Linked DNA regions of Lactuca sativa: region 2 is linked to region 1. Evidence: chromatin contacts called from public Hi-C data. All regions are on one chromosome and are shown on one strand. The core of a region is the stretch at or near the end of the contact, and the rest is flanking DNA. Distances in the headings are between cores, read along the strand shown. Region 1 holds the start of LOC111918537. Region 2 holds the start of LOC111918539.

The links. A called contact is a pair of places that touch in the nucleus more often than the background predicts.
Region 2: a Hi-C map of leaf shows a contact between it and region 1, with 6 times the contacts expected there. The contact joins the promoter of LOC111918539 here to the promoter of LOC111918537 in region 1. A contact is called at or near these places in 3 of 4 Hi-C or Micro-C datasets (leaf and seed).

The regions. Positions count from the first base shown.
Region 1 is chr8:146,266,519-146,273,056 of Lsat_Salinas_v11, reverse strand. It overlaps LOC111918537, which reads left to right and starts at 1,337. Exons shown (of 2, transcript XM_023914190.3): 1 at 1,337-1,502; 2 at 2,293-3,189. The coding sequence starts at 2,360. The coding sequence ends at 2,995.
Region 2 is chr8:146,517,896-146,523,665 of Lsat_Salinas_v11, reverse strand. LOC111918539 reads left to right here and starts at 2,245. Exons shown (of 7, transcript XM_023914191.3): 1 at 2,245-2,497; 2 at 2,657-2,789; 3 at 3,442-3,545; 4 at 3,674-3,818; 5 at 3,918-4,058; 6 at 4,141-4,308; 7 at 4,992-5,770. The coding sequence starts at 2,454.

The DNA of each region.
Region 1 (6,538 bases), core at 88-2,587:
TTAACAGAATAAACCGGTCAAGATTTTAAAATTATAAACCTTTTTATTTTTATTTTTTTGATTATACATATTTATTCCATAATAAATTAAACTATTAGTTGGAAACTCTTAATGAAAGTAATCGATTCTGCTTTATATGGGTTGTGTATGGTTACGATGTTATTTCTAAATCTTTAATTTTCGTATTTTTTAGCTTAAAATAACATATTTTTCCTTCTAACACAAAACAATAATATAATTATTTTTAACCCAAAAAACAACTTACTTTTATTTTTCACCAAAAATAATAACAAATTTATATTTTTTAACCAAAATCGTGGATATTTTTACTTTTTAATCTAAAACAACAATATACTTATATTTTTAAACCAAGACATGAACATATTTTAGTTTTTACAGACTACAATGTGTTTTCTTTGAAATATGAAATGTTTCACTGCAAAGAAATAAAAACCACAAGCCGAGAGAAAACCGATCGCCTCTAGGAAACTATTCACCAAAATGAATCTGTCACATATGCCGCAACCAGAAGGAAATCATCTAATGACACCAAAAGGAAACCAATCGTTGAAATGAACTAATCTCCAACGCCGCATCGCGCGGGTACGCTACTAGTATATATATATATATATATATATATATATATATATATATATATATATATATATATATATATATATATATATATATATATATATATATATAGGTAAAGTGAATATACCTAACAACCTTATATAAGCTTAGTTACCTAACCATATCATACTACGTAATTTTGTATCATATTTGCATTGTAATCACTCAAACTTCTTAAAATTCAACTTTGTAACTTGATTGCTTCCAAAATATTTAGACTTTTACCATTATCTTCCTTCAAATGACGTCTTTCTATGGGAGACTCCTTGGTGGGCTTCATATACTACCGTTACAAATCAAATGATGTAGGAGGAATATAATGGTGAATGTCTGAAAATCTTAGAAGTAAATTAAGTTAATGGTTCAACTTTAAGAATCTTAGATGATTGCAATGAAAATATAATGCAAAACAATGTAGTATAATGTGGTTAGATACCTAAGCTTATATAAGGTTGTTAGGTATATTCACTTTACCATATATATATATATATATATATATATATATATATATATATATATATATATATATATATATATATGATTCAATAGAACATGTTTTTTTTTTTTTTTCTGCACACAAATTAGAAAACTAATTTAATGAGATTTGGGCCAATTAGTGAATAAAGGGTTTCTGATTTGAACAAGGGCCCAAAAAGAAGAAAAAAAAAACGTTTTTTTTTTCTTTTATTTCTTTAGGGCAAAACACGATCTCTTCCTCTCGCAGCAAGTTCACTTCGTGTGTTTGGCGATCTTCCAAAACAGCTTACGAGCTCAAGATCATTCACGAGCCAAGTTTAAACTGTCGACGATTCTGAACAGGAGAGTTTTAATCGCCGATTTCTCTTGCTGCTATCACGATCTCAGAATAGGTAACGATCTTCTAAGAGATTATTTGCAGTCGCTAAGTTGTATACCTCACGAGAATTACTGAGTAGTTTTACTGCTTGATATCTCCAAACAGATTCTGGAATAGGAATCGATTTCAGGAACTTATTTTTCTGTTTACACGAACTTAGATAAATTGAGTACAGGATCCTATCTCATTATATACTATACAAAACACACACTTTCCTAATATGCGCGAGTCCAACATACCTTTGATTATGTAGCTATTTTGGACTTATTTTATCGAATAACATGGAAAATTGAATTATAATTAAGTTAATCGATTAACTGACATTGGCTTCAAACTTCAAATTTATATATGTTTTACATCTTTCTTCTTACATGACTAATATCATTTAGATTGCACAATCTTGTTCTAGTATAATACTACAATTTATGTATATCCTTAGCTACAAGGCTTTCATAAAATAACAACCTACTCTATATATATGTTAAAATAAGATCTAATGTCAACTTATTATACGTTTTTTTTTGCAGTTCAGTTTACTAACTTTTTATGGTTTTACCCAAACATATGTAATATATTTTTTTCATTTTTGGACAAATTTTGCTAATGATATGTTAAAAATGCCATTTTTCGGTTTCTTCACATCCCTGTTACCCTTGGTGACTGGGCATTTCTAAGTGTGACACTTTTTGAAGTAGAAAAAAAGAACAGTAGACAAATAAAATAAGTACATTGTTATTTTATAACCTTATCTTATTTTCTTTAAATAGACTACCCAACTTTGACTTCTACTATTTTTTTTGCAGATATCGCGAATGGGCTATTTTTAATCCAGCTAAAAAACTAACTGAAGGATTATTCATAAAATCGGAAATGAGTTTATTTCTAAAGCTTAGGCACCATTTACCCCATGGATTTCAATTTCACACACGTGGTCCAATAATTTCCCTCAATTCCACATGGTTGACCAGAAAATTCAGTCAACCCGCAAAACAAACACAAGAAGAAGAAGAAGAAGAAATAGAAATGGACCAAAAACGTCTCCCAACCGATTACGACCCGGCAACATTCGATCCAACCGAACACCGGAGCCCACCAACAGACCGTGTTTGGAGACTCGTGGATGAAATGTCATCGCTCACATTACTCGAAGTGGCTCAACTCTCTTCAATTATGATGAAAAAAATGGGCATGAAAGAGCCGCCGGTGGTGGCGGTGATGAAGCCGGGTGCCGCCGGTTTAGCCGCTGGTGGTGGTCAGGCGGCGGCTGCTAAGGAGGAGGTGAAGCCGGAAAAGTCGGTTTTTGAATTGAAGTTGGAGTCGTTTGAGGCGGCTTCGAAGATTAAGATTATTAAGGAAGTTAGGAGTTGTACTGATTTAGGGCTTAAGGAAGCCAAAGATTTGGTTGAAAAGGCACCGGTTGTGTTTAAGAAAGGGGTGAGTAAAGAAGAATGTGAGCAAATAATTGAGAAAATGAAAGGTGTTGGTGCTAAAGTTGTTATGGAGTAGTGAAGAATATGATAAATTTGAGGCGACATTTTTTTTTTTGTTGTTGTAGGGTTTAGGGGCATATTTATTGTTGATGTATGCTTGGGAACCATTTCTAAAAGGGTGAAATTTGGATTTTTTTTATATTTTTTTTGGACCCTTTTGGGATGTATGCAAGAGCAAGAAGATTTAATAATGTGATATGCTTGTTTTGAGGGTGTTGATTTTGGTAGGTTTGATGGAATTGGATTATGAGTTTTGAATACTTTGAATTTCATGTTTGATAGATAAATATAAGTACAAGATTTATTTATATATATATTTAAAATGAACAAAAGAATAATTTTAATTTTTTTGTATAAATGTATTACTGAATTCCAATCCATTTGGTCCCATGCTTGTAGATCAGTATTGTTTGGATCTCTATGGTTTGGTTGTCATTTCTCATTATATATAAATATAAAGAATAAGATTTTTATTGCTTTTAATTTATCTCGATTAACAGGACCATAGTGATATTTTGATTATGCATCGTCTTTCCACAGACTATACCTAGCATGGAAGGTTCTGTAGATTTTGTTTCTTCTGAACAAAACATTTTTACTTTGTTGGTTTTTTTCAAGGGTAAAATACACTAAATAGCAGCATACTTTCAATGATTTGTTTATTATACCATTCTACTTTGTTTCAATAACCTACCCAACTATAGGCTATTATTTATTAGCAATGTCATCCAAATACAAATGTCCTAATAAGATTCTTTTGTTATTGCTATTATCGAATAGCTTTTTCAAGTACAATGCCTTAATAACAAAACAATTAGTATTTATTAACACAAGGACAAAAATGAAAATATGATATTGTTGTGATACATAAATAAAGAAAGTCCATTGCTATTTCTTATATCAACCATGTAGTGTTTGATTTCTATTAAAACTTATATATATATATATATATATATATATATATATATATATATATATATATATATATATATATATATATATATATATAGGTCTAACTAATTAACACATTGAAGAAATAAAAAGATGAATGCCATGGATGGGATTGTAATTGTAAGTTCTCATTTGGTGATACATTTTATGCATATCAATTTTGAACATCTTAAATCTCAGATTCTTCCCATTTTTACTTTTATTATCATCATATTTGTTGATTGGTTTTGGGGTTTTATATAAAAACAACATATTTATCATGATCTGGAATAAATATCGATTACCTCTCTCACTTGTACTTTTCAGTGAGTAGGAAATGAAATTTTAATATTTGTTGATTAATATAAGTAAATAAGATATTTATTTTTATTGATTTACCTTCCAAATAAGATGAATTACATGTTTAATAAATAACGTAATTTTGCATATTACAATACTTATAGCCAACAGTCAATATAATGAAGTCTCATGAAAAAATAGCAATGTGCTTTCATGATCTAACTATGTAATGGGATGCAGATTTATGATCTTTGGTATAATTTTATCATTAAAAAAATAGCAATGTACTTTCATCCAATTACATAACATATTTTTCACTGTTAAAATTGAATAAGTATAGTGTCCTCCTCATAAGAACAAATTTGAAAATACAAGGCTATAATAGGGTAGATTTTTTAAATTACAATGTCTTTATAGGAAACAAAAGCATAGAATACCTTCTTTTGGTCTTGCTTCAGTAGAAGGTTGGTTTTGTCTGAAAGAGAACCAGACTTCACATTCTCATCCCCTTTTCAATAACAGTGGGTCCAGATGTTTCCTTTAACTTATATGCAATTAAACAAACCAACATTCATAAAGCTACAAATAACACCACATTTTTTCATCAAGACACAAAAAACTAGAAAGAAGACTCTGGGATGTTTTTTTTTTCTTTCACATTAAGTGTATCAACATTAAGTCAGAAGGAAAGAGCCTTCGTTCAACCTTATGTATCATTTCTATATTTTAGGATTAATATAATCCCCTAACACTTATTAATCATTGACATGCCAACTTGTGGAAGAAAAGTATCCACACATCATCTATTGGACTCATTGCTTCCACTTGATGCTTGAATACATATTCAAGTTGCAAACCACTTCAAAAGGAAATTTCAGTGAACATTTTCACAATTTAGAGACTGGTTTTTGGGTATTTTCTCTTTGAGAATAATCCTCAATATATACAAGCTAATTATCAGCCTAATTTACAGCCTATGCATCAGGGCAGGATATTTTACCATCATCTCGAATACAAGGCTAGAAATAATGTTGAGTACAACAATTTTAAATTCGTCAATTTAATTCATTAGCCAATTTGTTTCTACTCATTTCTTTACAATAATCTATTTGTTTATGTTGTTTGTCCCAAATTCAATAATAAATATTCTAACATTCATCAACTTTTTCAACATAAAATGTTTCGGTTACTCATTCTTGAGATTACTAATTTTTGTGATTCAATCCATGAATCTCAATTCATTAATTAATTAAGCTGCAATGACCATAGTACCCAATCTATCTTTCCTCTTTGTTTCAATAATTCCAGAACTGGTAAAAGCATTCACAATGGAGAGTTTAATGGAAGAGTTGAATGAGGTGACATGCCTACTTGTCATTCAATGGATACAACTCCACCATTGTGAAATGTCACCTTAACATTCAATGGATTTGGAGTTCAATGGCCATTGAACTCTTCAATAGGAAAAAGGAAAGTCTTTAAATCTTTAAATAATTATTTTTTTTAATATGTTCCACTGAACTTGTAGAGTTTAATGCATTGTGGGATAAAAATAAATAGAGTTGTATGGAATAGTGAATGATGATGTGACACTCCATTGAACTCTATAGAGTTCAAATTATTGTGGATGCCCTAACCTAAAACCAGTAGCAACTAAGTAGACCAATGCATGTGACATAATCACTAAATGCCACCCATGATTTTAGAGAAATATAACTCAATGCATTAGCTAAAAAATATCAACAAAGGCTTATTTGTATGTACCTTGGATCCACGAACAACATTATCAAGAATCGAGTGAACTCTATAGCAGTAATTTCTGAATGTCCATCAATAAGCTTCAATTTCAATAGTCGTTTACCATTTGAACCCCTTCAATTTCAATAGTCGTTTAGATGCTTACCTTCAATGCAATTAATTTTATGGACACCAACAATGTTAATCTTGGTTATATTAGTTATAATAAGAAAAATAAGTCATAATATAAAAGGAAGTCCTTTTTGGTAATTTTACACATATAAGCAGTTTTTTTTTGCCAAACACTTAAAATGACTTATTAGCTTATAACGTTTTGACACCAGATAAGTTTAACCAAACATTTTTTTAAAAACTCCGTTTTGACACAGCTATAAGTTAAAAAGTTAAAAATTATTTTAAATAAACTTTGCCAAACACCCTCTTAGTAAAATTGATTATTAGTATGCCATAGATGATTAAAGATGTCATCGTTATGTTTTAATATGTGGTCGTTTAATGAATACCTCATCACTTTATATTTATTTTGATTTGTATGGTATGACTATTATGTTATTAAACAATCAATATTTAA
Region 2 (5,770 bases), core at 996-3,495, 250 kb before region 1:
GGTTAATCTTTTTATATCAAATACGTAAACATAATCAATGACTTGAATATTTATTATGATTAATAACGCACAAAGGAGAATAAATCTGGATATGAATCTCACTAGAAAAAAAAAGACATTATTATCCTGATTGCATTCCAAAAAGAAACAAGAAACTGTAATTTCATTAAGATTTAGTTTAATGACCAAATATCAAATATATACAAATATGGAAATTTTTGGATAGAAATTACAAATATCTCGCAGTAATAAAAAATGAACAAAATCAGGAAATTATCCTCTTTGTACCTATAACAACCCTTGATAAAAAAAAAAAATTAAAAACCACATACAAGATTATTATAAACATTATTGATTATACCATAATTACTAAAACACTATTTAAATCTCATTAAAAAAAACAATTATTTATTTAAGAAACGAGGTTGTTGTCGACAGAGAAGCAATTGATTTTGACACTCAACAATGATCAAATCCAGAAAGCAACCTTTCATTCCACAGCATTAATACATTTTTATTTAAAACATGAACTGTCTTAATTTATTAAGTTATTAACTACAATTTTAGAATAAATCAATAGTTTCAAAACATTCCAAATAAAAGTTATTATATTTAATTTACGGGATTATATCTTTAGCGAGGGGTAAAAATGGAAATATAAAAAAGTCACGCACTGACACAACGGCTTTTTCACGTCCAAACGGTTGGGTTTTTAAATATTTTATGTGACCCTATTCGTTTGGTGCGTGGGATCCGCTGATTCGGTGAAGCTCAATCACGCATAATCACCGCCGTTCATCTCCCCAATCTACTAATCCCATCTTCTCATTAAACATCCAACGGTCACGATCTAATCATACAACACGACGAAAAAGGTTATTTTCGTCAACCGAGATGAAAGCGTTGTGGTCTAGTGGAAAAGAGTTTGACGCCATTGCGTAAGGAGGGCCCATGTGACAAAAGTGTATTTAAACCCCTTGCTTTATGTTGTTATGTACTTTCAAGCCCTCCCACTTTTTCTTTTTACATAAGAGAACCTTCGAAAAAGTTATAGATGATTATATTCAACAACTTGGTAGTATTTGTCTTTCTTTGTTGGTGTTCAGTAGCCCTTCTCCTATCAGGTTATGAATATTAACTTAAAATATTATTTTTGGTAATAAGTTAATTCATGTATTCGCAATATTCATATAATCATATTACAAAAACATTAATCTATTATTTGTTTTGGAATGAATCCAATTTTATTAAAAACAAATATCAACAAGGAGCTATATAAAAAAGTCAATACATCTATAACAAAATTGAACATATTATAACATCAATCGATTCATTTAAGACTTGAAAATGACGACATATGGCTAAACCAAAAACAAAAATACCCACAACAATATTAGGAATGGACACAACAATTTGTATGGAAAATAGCCAATTTCTAGCTTTTCATTATTTAGTTTGATGACTATGTGTTTTCAAGATACACAATAATCGATAACAAGTATCAACAATAAGGATTAAATTTGACAACCATGATAACATGTGGCGTGACAAGTACGTTTGTGATGTTATGATATTTTATTTTCTTTCCTAGATGTTGATGGATCATTTACGTTCTAGTTTGTGTTCTCATGACCAAATTTTTTTTTTAATCATCATTTTCTATCTTTTTAAGTCACTATGTGAGTTTGGTGCAAAAATGAACTATTTGGTAAGACTATAATCACAAACATATATGTTAATAATCAACATCATAACAAACAAAATAATCAACCAATCAACAATGAATATGAGAATAAAATTAGAAACTCACATTGGCAATGTTATATGGACATAATACATAAACATTAGCCAATTGACATGAGAATTAAAGAATTAACCAAAGTAAAATTGACAATGTTATATGGACATAAGACATAAACATTGGCCAATTGACATGAGAATTAAAGAATTAACCAAAGTAAAAGGCATAATGTCTAATTTTAGCTGTAAAACAATTTCTTTAAAGAAAATCATGATATCTTTTTTGCAGTGTCGTGGGCTTACAAGTTACAATAAAGGAAAAGGGAAAAAGAAGAAGCATAGACAACTAAGGAATGGATACGTACAAGGAGTAGAAAGATATGGATAAAAGCTCAAGGATCTCATAAGAAACTTTAGAAAACTTAAGGGGCCAAGGAGAAATATACGCTTAATAAGCATGAAAGATTAAAAGCAACATCACTAGTGGTATATAATGCAGCCATTGACGACAGTAATCAAAGCTTCCGCTTCCTTATTTGTTTACTTACACCAAAAACCTCACACACCTACAATGTGTATGTGTGTGTGAAAATTTGTAGATCCGAAAATTTCACCGATGCTTGAGGAATTAAATTAAATAAATCACAGAAAACGACGGAAAAATCAATCTCAGTTCAGAAGAATCAGTCCTGTTGTCTCTCGGATCTGCAACAATGTTAGATGGATTGCTTGGGCGCAGTGGTTTCAGCTCCAAATGGTTAGATTCCTGCATATAAACTCTTTATTTTTGTGCTGTGTTTCTGAAACTGAATCGCCGTATTTGATTTAAATCACATATGAATATAAGATAGACGGATGTAGTAGATTAGTTACGAAATCGGCGATGTTGAGATGATGATGTTTGTGTGTTTTGAAGTAAATCACTGATTAAGCCGACGAGGACACGGATAGAGGCGTTGCGGAGGAGGGCGGAGGCGAAACAGAGATTTTTGAAGGAAGATCTTGCGAAATTACTTGCAAATGGCCTTGATGTTAATGCATATGGAAGGGTATTGATTTCGAATTTTGATTTAATTTATCCAATGCATGCAGATGTTTTTAAAGCTTCATGTTCTTTATCTTAATTTGTGTGTGGTGTCTACGTTTAGATTGAGTCTGTGTGTGTAAATGAAATTGAGCTTGAATATTATAATTTCCAGATGACAAATTGAGAAATTAAGGATTGTAGTTCACATTATACAGAACAGCTTTCTGTTTTCAAGTTGTAGCTAATATAATTATAAAGTAATCTGTTTATTTATTAACTTTTTTATTATCATATTGAGAAAAATGCTACAACATGATGCATACATAAACTCTTACACTTTGTTCTTGAAATTGGTTTTATGGGACCGAATGATAGGCTAACTACTTTAGTATTGTTACACCTAAAAAAGTGTTTTCCCCTTTCAATTTTAGGAGAAAAAGGGAGGGAATGGATAGCTTTTTTGTAATGATATAAATCTCCCTTTTATTTGCTTCAGAGAGGGAGACAAAGCTTTATCACATATTATAATAATCAAAATATTTGCAATATTGTAAAACCATATGCTTTCTTTTCCTTTTTGCTTTTGTTCATGCATATCATGATATGTTTGTTTGTGATTTCATTCTTATAATAAACTCTAACTGAAGTTCTGTTTCATGTGAGGTTTTTTACAGACTGAAGACTTCATTGCTGGATTGAATCTGCTATCTTGTTATAATTTTATTGACCAGTCATGTGAATATATTCTGAAGCAGCTATCAGTCATGCAGAAACTAGGGTATGAAGAAAGATTAATTAAAACAACAATCACCATACTCTTTTCCTACCTTTATCCATACATTATACAATGGAATTGGAATTTGAGATTCCATTCCCACTTAACATTCCTATGTTTGATTCATTCAGGCAATGTCCAGAAGAGTGCAGAGAGACTGTTGCATCACTGATGTTTGCTGCTGCAAGATTTTCTGATCTTCCTGAATTGCGTGACCTCAGGGATGTATTTCAGGAGAGATATGGAAATGGTTTAGAATGTTATGTTAATCAAATGGTAGGTCTATATATGAAAGAACTAATATCATTCATTCATTCATATTTCATACTTGTTATATGCATCTAAACATTTTTATTTTTTTTTAAATTTTGGTAGTTTGTTGAGAAGTTAGCCTCTAAACCTCCTGTGGTGGAGAAGAGAATAAAGTTATTGCAAGATATAGCAGCAGAGTTTTCTATTCAGTGGGATTCCAAAGGATTTAAACAAAGGATGGATTCACCCTCCACACTTGCTCAGGTACTTTGCTTTTTGTCATTTATGATGATAATAAGGATGTGGAGGGCATTTACGTCATTTCCACATATTAAACAAACTGCAGGATCAAGTAAGGAAATCTGTAGCTTCGATTACCACTGATGAAAATAATGATTTTCGGAAAAATGATCATCGATCTAAAGAAAGAATAGAGCAGATTCCCCATAATGATGGGAGTGTAAATGTTAGGAGGAAAGAGGTGTTTGTGAGAACAGAAGAAAAACATGCTCAGGTAAGGCTACTGATAACTAATTTGGAGTAATTAATTTATGTTTTTAGTCCCTGTGCTTTGGTGATTTTATTGGATTTGGTCCTCACTTGACTTTGCTGCTTCATCCAATTCTATTTGTTAGTTTTTTTTTTTTTTTTTTTTACAAATGTCTTAAATCTTTTTGTTACAATAACTTTAGAAATTAGGTTTATATCATAAAAGATGCTATATATTAAGTTTTTTTTTTTTTTTTTTTTTTTTTTTTCCAAAAAAAGAACTTGCATTTTTTCTGAGAAAACCCTCATTTTTTTTTTTCCGAAAAAACTCTCAACCTTTTAACCATTTCCGAAAAACAGTCAACTTTTTACTTTTTTTTTTCCGAAAAGCCCCTCACATTTGACAAGTTTTTCGGAAAAAAAAACTGCTAAAAGGGCCTAATCGAAAAAAATGCAAGGTCTTTTTCAGGAAAAAAAATAAAGTTGAGGTTTAATTTGGAAGAAAACGCAATATATAAGATCTTTTATGATATTAAGTACTAACCCTACAAATTATATTATTAGATAACTATAACCAAATGAGTAATTCGTATATAAATAATTCAAATTAATTGTTGTGCTATTAAAACAAACATTTTATTAAACTTGAAGGACCAAAGTGAAACATTTTATTTTGATTTTTGACTTTTTCTTCTAAACAAACCACAGGACCAAGCAATGAAATTTAGAGCTTCAAATGTCACTGATGATAAGTACAAGGTACCAAATGGAAATGTGAAAACTGATGAGCGTTCTAAAGAAAGAATTGAGCATTCTTATGTGGGGCCCACATTGGGAAGACAAGAAAAACTTCACAATCTCAATCTCAATCTCAAACACCAAGTCTATTTGTCCAAACCAAGGCCGGAATCTGATTCCGGGAACAACGGAATCGGAAACAACCATATTTCAGCCACTTCTTATCTCGACAAAAGGCCAGAAAGACACACCAGAATGCCACAAGTCAACAGGGAAGAACAAGAAGAAGAATATGTTGAAAAGTCAACTACAAGGAAAGTGCAAGAGAAGGAGGAAGAACCAGTTAGGTTGTTAAAACCATGCTACAACAATACTCCTCCTCTTCCACCACCATACATTATCAAGTCAAACATCCCACCACCATACACCAAACCCAACCACCACCAACAACCTCCATCCGACCTCCTGCCGCCACCCATCTCCGAGAGGAGGAACAAAGAGCAAAACCAAAACGACATGCCTTTACCCAAACCAAGATCAGTGAGAAGAAAACACTCGAAATCATCATCTAGTCATGACGATGTAGGAAGCTCGGAAGATTCTAGAATCGTGAAGAGAGTTTCTAGTAGCAGAAGAAAAGAAAGAAAAGGGTTACAGATATTATTTGATGATGAGCATTATCACCATAAAGCTAAAGCTAAAGACGAAGAGGAAAAAATGATGGATAAGTTATTGTTACATTATAGTAA